2 separate regions of the Oryctolagus cuniculus genome follow, and region 1 is linked to region 2. Evidence: chromatin contacts called from public Hi-C data. All regions are on one chromosome and are shown on one strand. Each heading gives the region's core, a stretch centred on a gene start, on an enhancer-like site or on the middle of the called end of the contact. The rest is flanking DNA. Distances are from core to core; before and after follow the strand shown. Region 1 holds the start of PTGER4 (prostaglandin E receptor 4). Region 2 overlaps LOC103349612 (a long non-coding RNA gene).

Region 1 (2,700 bases), core at 184-2,683, 210 kb before region 2:
TGGACGCGTAGACCGCGAAGAGCGTGAGGCCGGCCAGCCGCTTGTCCACGTAGTGGCTGTAGAAGTAGGCGTGGTTGATGGCCAGGTAGCGTTCAATGCTCATGGCACAGATGATGCTGAGGCCAGACAAGCCGAAGAAGAGCAGGATGAAGGTGCTGTAGTCGCACAGCGCCTGGCCCCCGGGCCACTGGCCCTTCATGTAGGTGGCGATGGTCACAGGGCTCACAAGCAACGTGCCCAGCAGGTCGGTGACGGCCAGACCGCACACCAGGGTGTAGAAGGTCGTCTCCTTCTGCTCCTTGCGGGACTTGCACAGCACCACGATGGCCACCAGGTTGCCCACCACCCCGAAGATGAACATCACGGCCGGGATGGTGACCGGGTTGTTCAGCAGCTCGGGCATCGAAGAGGCGGACGCATTGGCCACGGGAGTGGACATGACGGTGGTCTGCGGTGTGCAGCCTTGGAGCGCGAGGCTTGGGTCTAGGGATGGAGGAGAGAGGCAAAGGCGCGGTGAGCGGAAAGGACCACCTGCCAGGTGATTAGGTCCCAGCAACAAGGCACTGAGACCAGGGGAGCAACTCTATCTAACTCTCCGGATGGCAGCCGGTGCCAACTGCGGCTGCCGACGTGCCCCGGCTCCCGATGCGTCCTGCCAGCAGCACCACTCCACTGACATCAATGTTGATAAGCCAATCCTGCCCTCCCCGCCTACTCCCCAACCCATCTCCATTGCCGAGACGAACGAGGCCCCTCTCAAGGGAAAAGTGACTTGCTAATGTATTCCCGACAGACTCCAAATAGAGAAAATTCCCACTGAAAACAAGTGACGGAGGATATGTGAAGAGCTCACTCTCCCCTCCATGCCTCCCTTCCCGGCGCGCCCGGATCCCCTAGCCTCGCAACCGGATTCCCCTAACCCTGGCGTTACCTGGAACTGCCGGAGCGGTGGCAGCCCCGGGAACCCCCAGGGTCAGGCCACAGCTGTCCTGGACCAGCCTGCAACCTGCTTCAGCCTCGTCCGGCTCAGTCCGGCCCTGGCCAAGCCTTCTCAGAACCCGCTCGCGGTGGCGGCCACTTTTCCGGAACTGGGGTCTGGGTGGCCGAATTTCCAAAGCGTGGAGAGCAAGCGGGTCAGTGTTGGACGAGTTTTCGATTTCTCGTTGGATTTTATTTCTCCTTTCTTTGACAGACCAGTCCCAGTTTTTGCAAAGCCCGCAGGTCCCGTCCGCGGGAGGACAGCGTTCAGGTGAGCGGCCACGCGCGCAGGTGGCACGGAGCTCGGCCCCTGGCTCCGGGCGCTGTCCTCCGCAGCCGCGGGCGGCACCGACGGCTATCGAAGTCGGCGGCTGCCGCTGGGGCCGCTCCTGAAGCCCTGGGGGTGGCTCGGGGTCCGCTGGGCCTGCGGCTTTGACCTGGGGCTGCTCATTTTCCTCCGGGGCTGCTGGGTTTCGAGCTCCGCTCTCACCCTTGCAGCCTCTGTACAAACTTTTCTGCTTGTTCAAGTTTCCCTGGCAGAGGCGGAGGCGGACGGCGCGCGGCCCGGGCGCTCATTGGCGGGGCTGGAAGGAGGCGGAGCGCGTCCCCCCTCCCGCGGCCGGGCGGAGCCGGGGGCCGGGCCGGGGCCGGTCCCGGCAGTGCCGCGCCCCTAGTGCGGCGGGGGGCGGTTTCCTGGGCTTTTCCGGCCGGGGAGGTCCGTAAAGTGTGCCCGGGACAGAGACCCCGGGAAGCCCCGGTGCTTTCCCGAGCATCCTCCTGGCATTTCGTGGAGTAGGCGTGCAGAGGGGCCGCTTCTCCCTGGCTGCCTGGGCTTCGAGTGGGCTGTCGCATCTTGTGACCCGGGGGCCGCGACATCTGAGTCTGGGGAAGGGAGGACCACTGCTTTAGGACTCAGTCTTGGAGCCGCCGCAGGGAGAGGAGGAGCGGGTGTGTGCGCGCGGGCGCGGGGCCCCGGGCCAGACCTGGGTGCAAGCAGCGGCCCGTGGCGGGTAGACGGGTGGGTAGGGACCAGGCATGGGCGGGGAAACAACGAAGACTCCATCCTCTCGCCATAAAAGGAAGTGGTTGGCAGAGCCCGTGTTGCGCCCGGGCACCTTAGGCGAAGGGAGAGGAAAGGGCACAGGTGGCAGAATCCTCCGGTCCTAGGCGGGGTTGGTGACCGTGGAGGGCCGTGTGTCTGCGGAGCTGTTTCTCAGCCTCCGGGGAGTTTGTGCCCCTGGAAATAACAGAGCTTTGGGCAGTGTGATTTTCGAGTTAGACACACTCACCACAAATCTGAAAGGCTCGGGGAGGCACGGCAGGGCGCGCAAAGTCAAGCGAGTTTTCTTAAGGCGTCAACTGTCAACTTCGTGGTTTGGGGAAACCTCTTTGCTTTGCTGTTTCTTCTATTTGCAGTTTGTGTGGCTTGCTGTGTGGTGGGGAACATTTTTTTTCTGCGTACTCATTGTTTACTTCTTACTTCACCATTACCTAAAATCGAAGCTGAACACCAGCGCAAGAGACATCTTGAACTTGACGGTGCAATTAAAACAGCCTCGCTATTTTTTTTAGAATACTGTACAGTGAAATTGTGTGGATCTTCACACCATTTAAGTTCCTAGAAAAAAATTTTCCATCTGCTATAAATATGCATTTTAACATAGCACATCTCCTCACAGGCTAATAACTGGACTCGTTTATATAGGCAGACGCCCGTTTCTT
Region 2 (2,757 bases), core at 15-2,514:
CACTATGAAGTTCAATGATCATTGGTACTTGTTTTATGCTACATACTGTTCTAAGCTTCTTAATATGCATTGATTTATTCAGTTCTACAACTATCCTGTAAAGTAGATATTGCTTTTTTGCACATTTAAACATGGGGAAAGAGAAGCAGTGTGAAGTAATCCGTCCCTGCTCTAGCTGTAAGAAACAACCAGGATTGTTGTGAACCTTAGCAGTCTGACCTGGGCTTTCCCCCTGGACTAGAGTACCAGTAAATGGCTGCTTTTATGAAAACTCATTTGTGTTTCAGTGATTTAACAAAAGGATTTTTATCTTAAGACATGAGCCTTGAATGGCATGCAACTAAGAGCTTTTTGATCTAAAAATCCTTAGATTTCTAGAGAAGACCACCGTGGGAAAGAAACGAAAGTGATGGTAAAGGCATTTACTTAAGTAGTAAATTGCTGATGTAATAAGGAATAGGTCCAAATTCTTATGCAGGGATCACCAGGCTCAAATAAAAAAAAATCAGGAGGTCTGTGCCCCCTTTTGGATATTCTAGAGGAAAATCCTCTTCCTTGCTTTTTCCAACTTTTGGAAAGTTGGCTCATGACTCCCTTTCTCCATCTTCAAAGTCAGTGATGACAGGTTGATTAATTTTCATATCACTTCACTCTGATCTTCTCTTCTCTGTTCTCCAAATTTTAAGAACTCTGGTCATTATACTGGACCAGACAGTGGAGAATGATCTCCTTGTTTTAAAGTTAGCTCATTAGGAATCTTAGTTCTGTCTGCAACCTTAGTTCCCTTCTGCCTTGTCACCCGACATAGTCACAGGTTGCAGGAAGAATGGCTTAGATATGAGTATATTTGGGGTGTGGAGGGCTGAGTATCTTTCCTGCCTACCACAGCTTTCTAAAGAGTAAGGGCATTGAGAAATGGGGGCTTGTTTCAGCACGTGGGGCTCAGTCATTCAAGACTGGCTGTTTGACTTGGCAGGCAAGGGGCTCCTGGCAGTGACAGATGCTGGCTGAGCAATAAGGGTAGAAGGACTGTGAGCTGAGTAGCAGCTGGGAAAGGGTGAAATTGTTTCACACATAGAAAGTCTTGGAATCCTTGTTGTCTGAAGACTCCTCACTCTCTCTGCATGGACCTAATTGAGTTACTTCTGATGTTTATATAAAGGAAGGGACTTAGATTTTTCCTTTTGCTAAGGGCAAGTCACGCTGCTCACCAGATCAGGAATAGAGGGAGAGGTGGGGAGAACTACTTGCAGAGTTGATTAAAAGAGGAGGAAATGCAAGTCAAGTATGCCTTTGATTGACACTGAGCCTCCCTTCGCTCTCTACCTGCCTACCTACTTGCCTGGCTGCCTGCTGGCTTTCAAAAGAGTGCTGTTGATGTGTTTTGGGAAGTCATGATTATATAAGCACTGTTTTTATCTACACAGATTACATGTCCTTAGCACCAAAGCTGGGCTCACTCTAACAGAAAGAAACACAAATAAAAAGAGCAAAACTTCATCCACATTCACATTTAAATCTTATATTGTATCCTTCCAATAAGAGCTAAAGCATCAGGCCAAAAGCACAGGATTGGAGATAAGGAGGTGTTACAGAATATGCTTAAAAATGATACTGTTGTCTGTTGGAGGCTTCTGTTTTTGAACTTAAGAAAAGTGAAAGTGATTGGTTGAGTCCCAAGAGAAGAATCACGTGAGCTTCTAGTGAAAAGAAATCCACAAGGCATTAGTTATCTAGTTGGTACTAGATAGATCATGCAACAAAACTGCCTGCACATTGTTAAAGGACTTTACATTTTCTTTTCCAAACAGATCTAAAACTCTCTTAGGTCACTTTACATGCCTGTGGAATTCCTGTCGTTTAGTGACTGCATAGACTGAAACTGGGGCTTGTCTGTCATAAAGTCGTCAGCTATGGAATGGAAAACATATGTTGAATAGAAGTATCACAGCCCCTTGAAGGGAAGAGGAAGCCACAAAGTGTATCAGAACGTGAAATGTAGGCAGCAGCTGCTACACTGGGGACAGAAAGTGTATCTATCTCTGACACAGCATGGAGAGGATGCCTACCAGGAGACACATCATGCTTGAACACAGAGAGTGCCTTTCATTCTCTTTTCTTCAATACAAACTACCCATTTTTGCAATCATACTTGGGTGCAAGCAGGCTTCTGGTAGAGATCTGCACAAATTTTCTTATTTTTTTTAAGATTTTTTTTTATTTGAAAGTCAGAGTTACATAGAGAGAGAAAGAGAGGCAGAGAGAGGTCTGCTGGTTCAGTCCCCAATTGGCTGCAACTGCCGGAGCTGTGCTGATCTGAAGCCAGGAGCCAGGAGCCAGGAGCTTCTTCTGGGTCTCCCATGTGGGTGCAGGGCCCAAGAACTTGGGTCATCTTCCATGGCTTTCCTAGGCCTGGAAGAGAGTTGGATCAGAAGTGGAGCAGCCAGGACTGAAACCAGCGCCTATGAAGCACTGCAGGCAGTGGCTTTACATGCTATGCCCCAGCGCTGGCCCCCACAAATTTTCAGTGTTTACAATAGGTTTTGAAGGCTCACAAAGCGTGAAATCTTTGGCAAGCATCTTGCCCAAATAAGCTTATTTTAGCATAAAATGCAGTGGCAAAATTTAAAGGAATGGTACTTGGCAACCTGATGAAAATGCAAAAGAAACAGTTTTTCAGTGATAGTCCTCTTTATTTATCCTTGTGCTTCCAATTTGCTTGGCTGCCAGTGTCTTAAGTATATTTCATCAGGAGTT

Evidence for each region. A called contact is a pair of places that touch in the nucleus more often than the background predicts.
Region 1: a Hi-C map of skin fibroblasts shows a contact between it and region 2, with 2.3 times the contacts expected there. The contact joins the promoter of PTGER4 here to the enhancer-like site in region 2. A contact is called at or near these places in 2 of 6 Hi-C or Micro-C datasets (embryonic fibroblasts and skin fibroblasts).

What each region holds. Positions count from the first base shown.
Region 1 is chr14:65,919,302-65,922,001 of mOryCun1.1, reverse strand. It overlaps PTGER4 (prostaglandin E receptor 4), which reads right to left and starts at 1,433. Exons shown (of 3, transcript NM_001082259.1): 1 at 932-1,433; 2 at 1-483. The coding sequence starts at 439.
Region 2 is chr14:65,706,033-65,708,789 of mOryCun1.1, reverse strand. The region is part of intron 1 of LOC103349612 (a long non-coding RNA gene); the gene reads left to right. Among named protein-coding and RNA genes, the nearest start is that of PTGER4, 210 kb to the left of the region's middle. Within about 2 kb of position 1,264, at least 1 of the 8 cell types and tissues checked has an H3K27ac peak or open chromatin away from gene starts, as enhancers often do.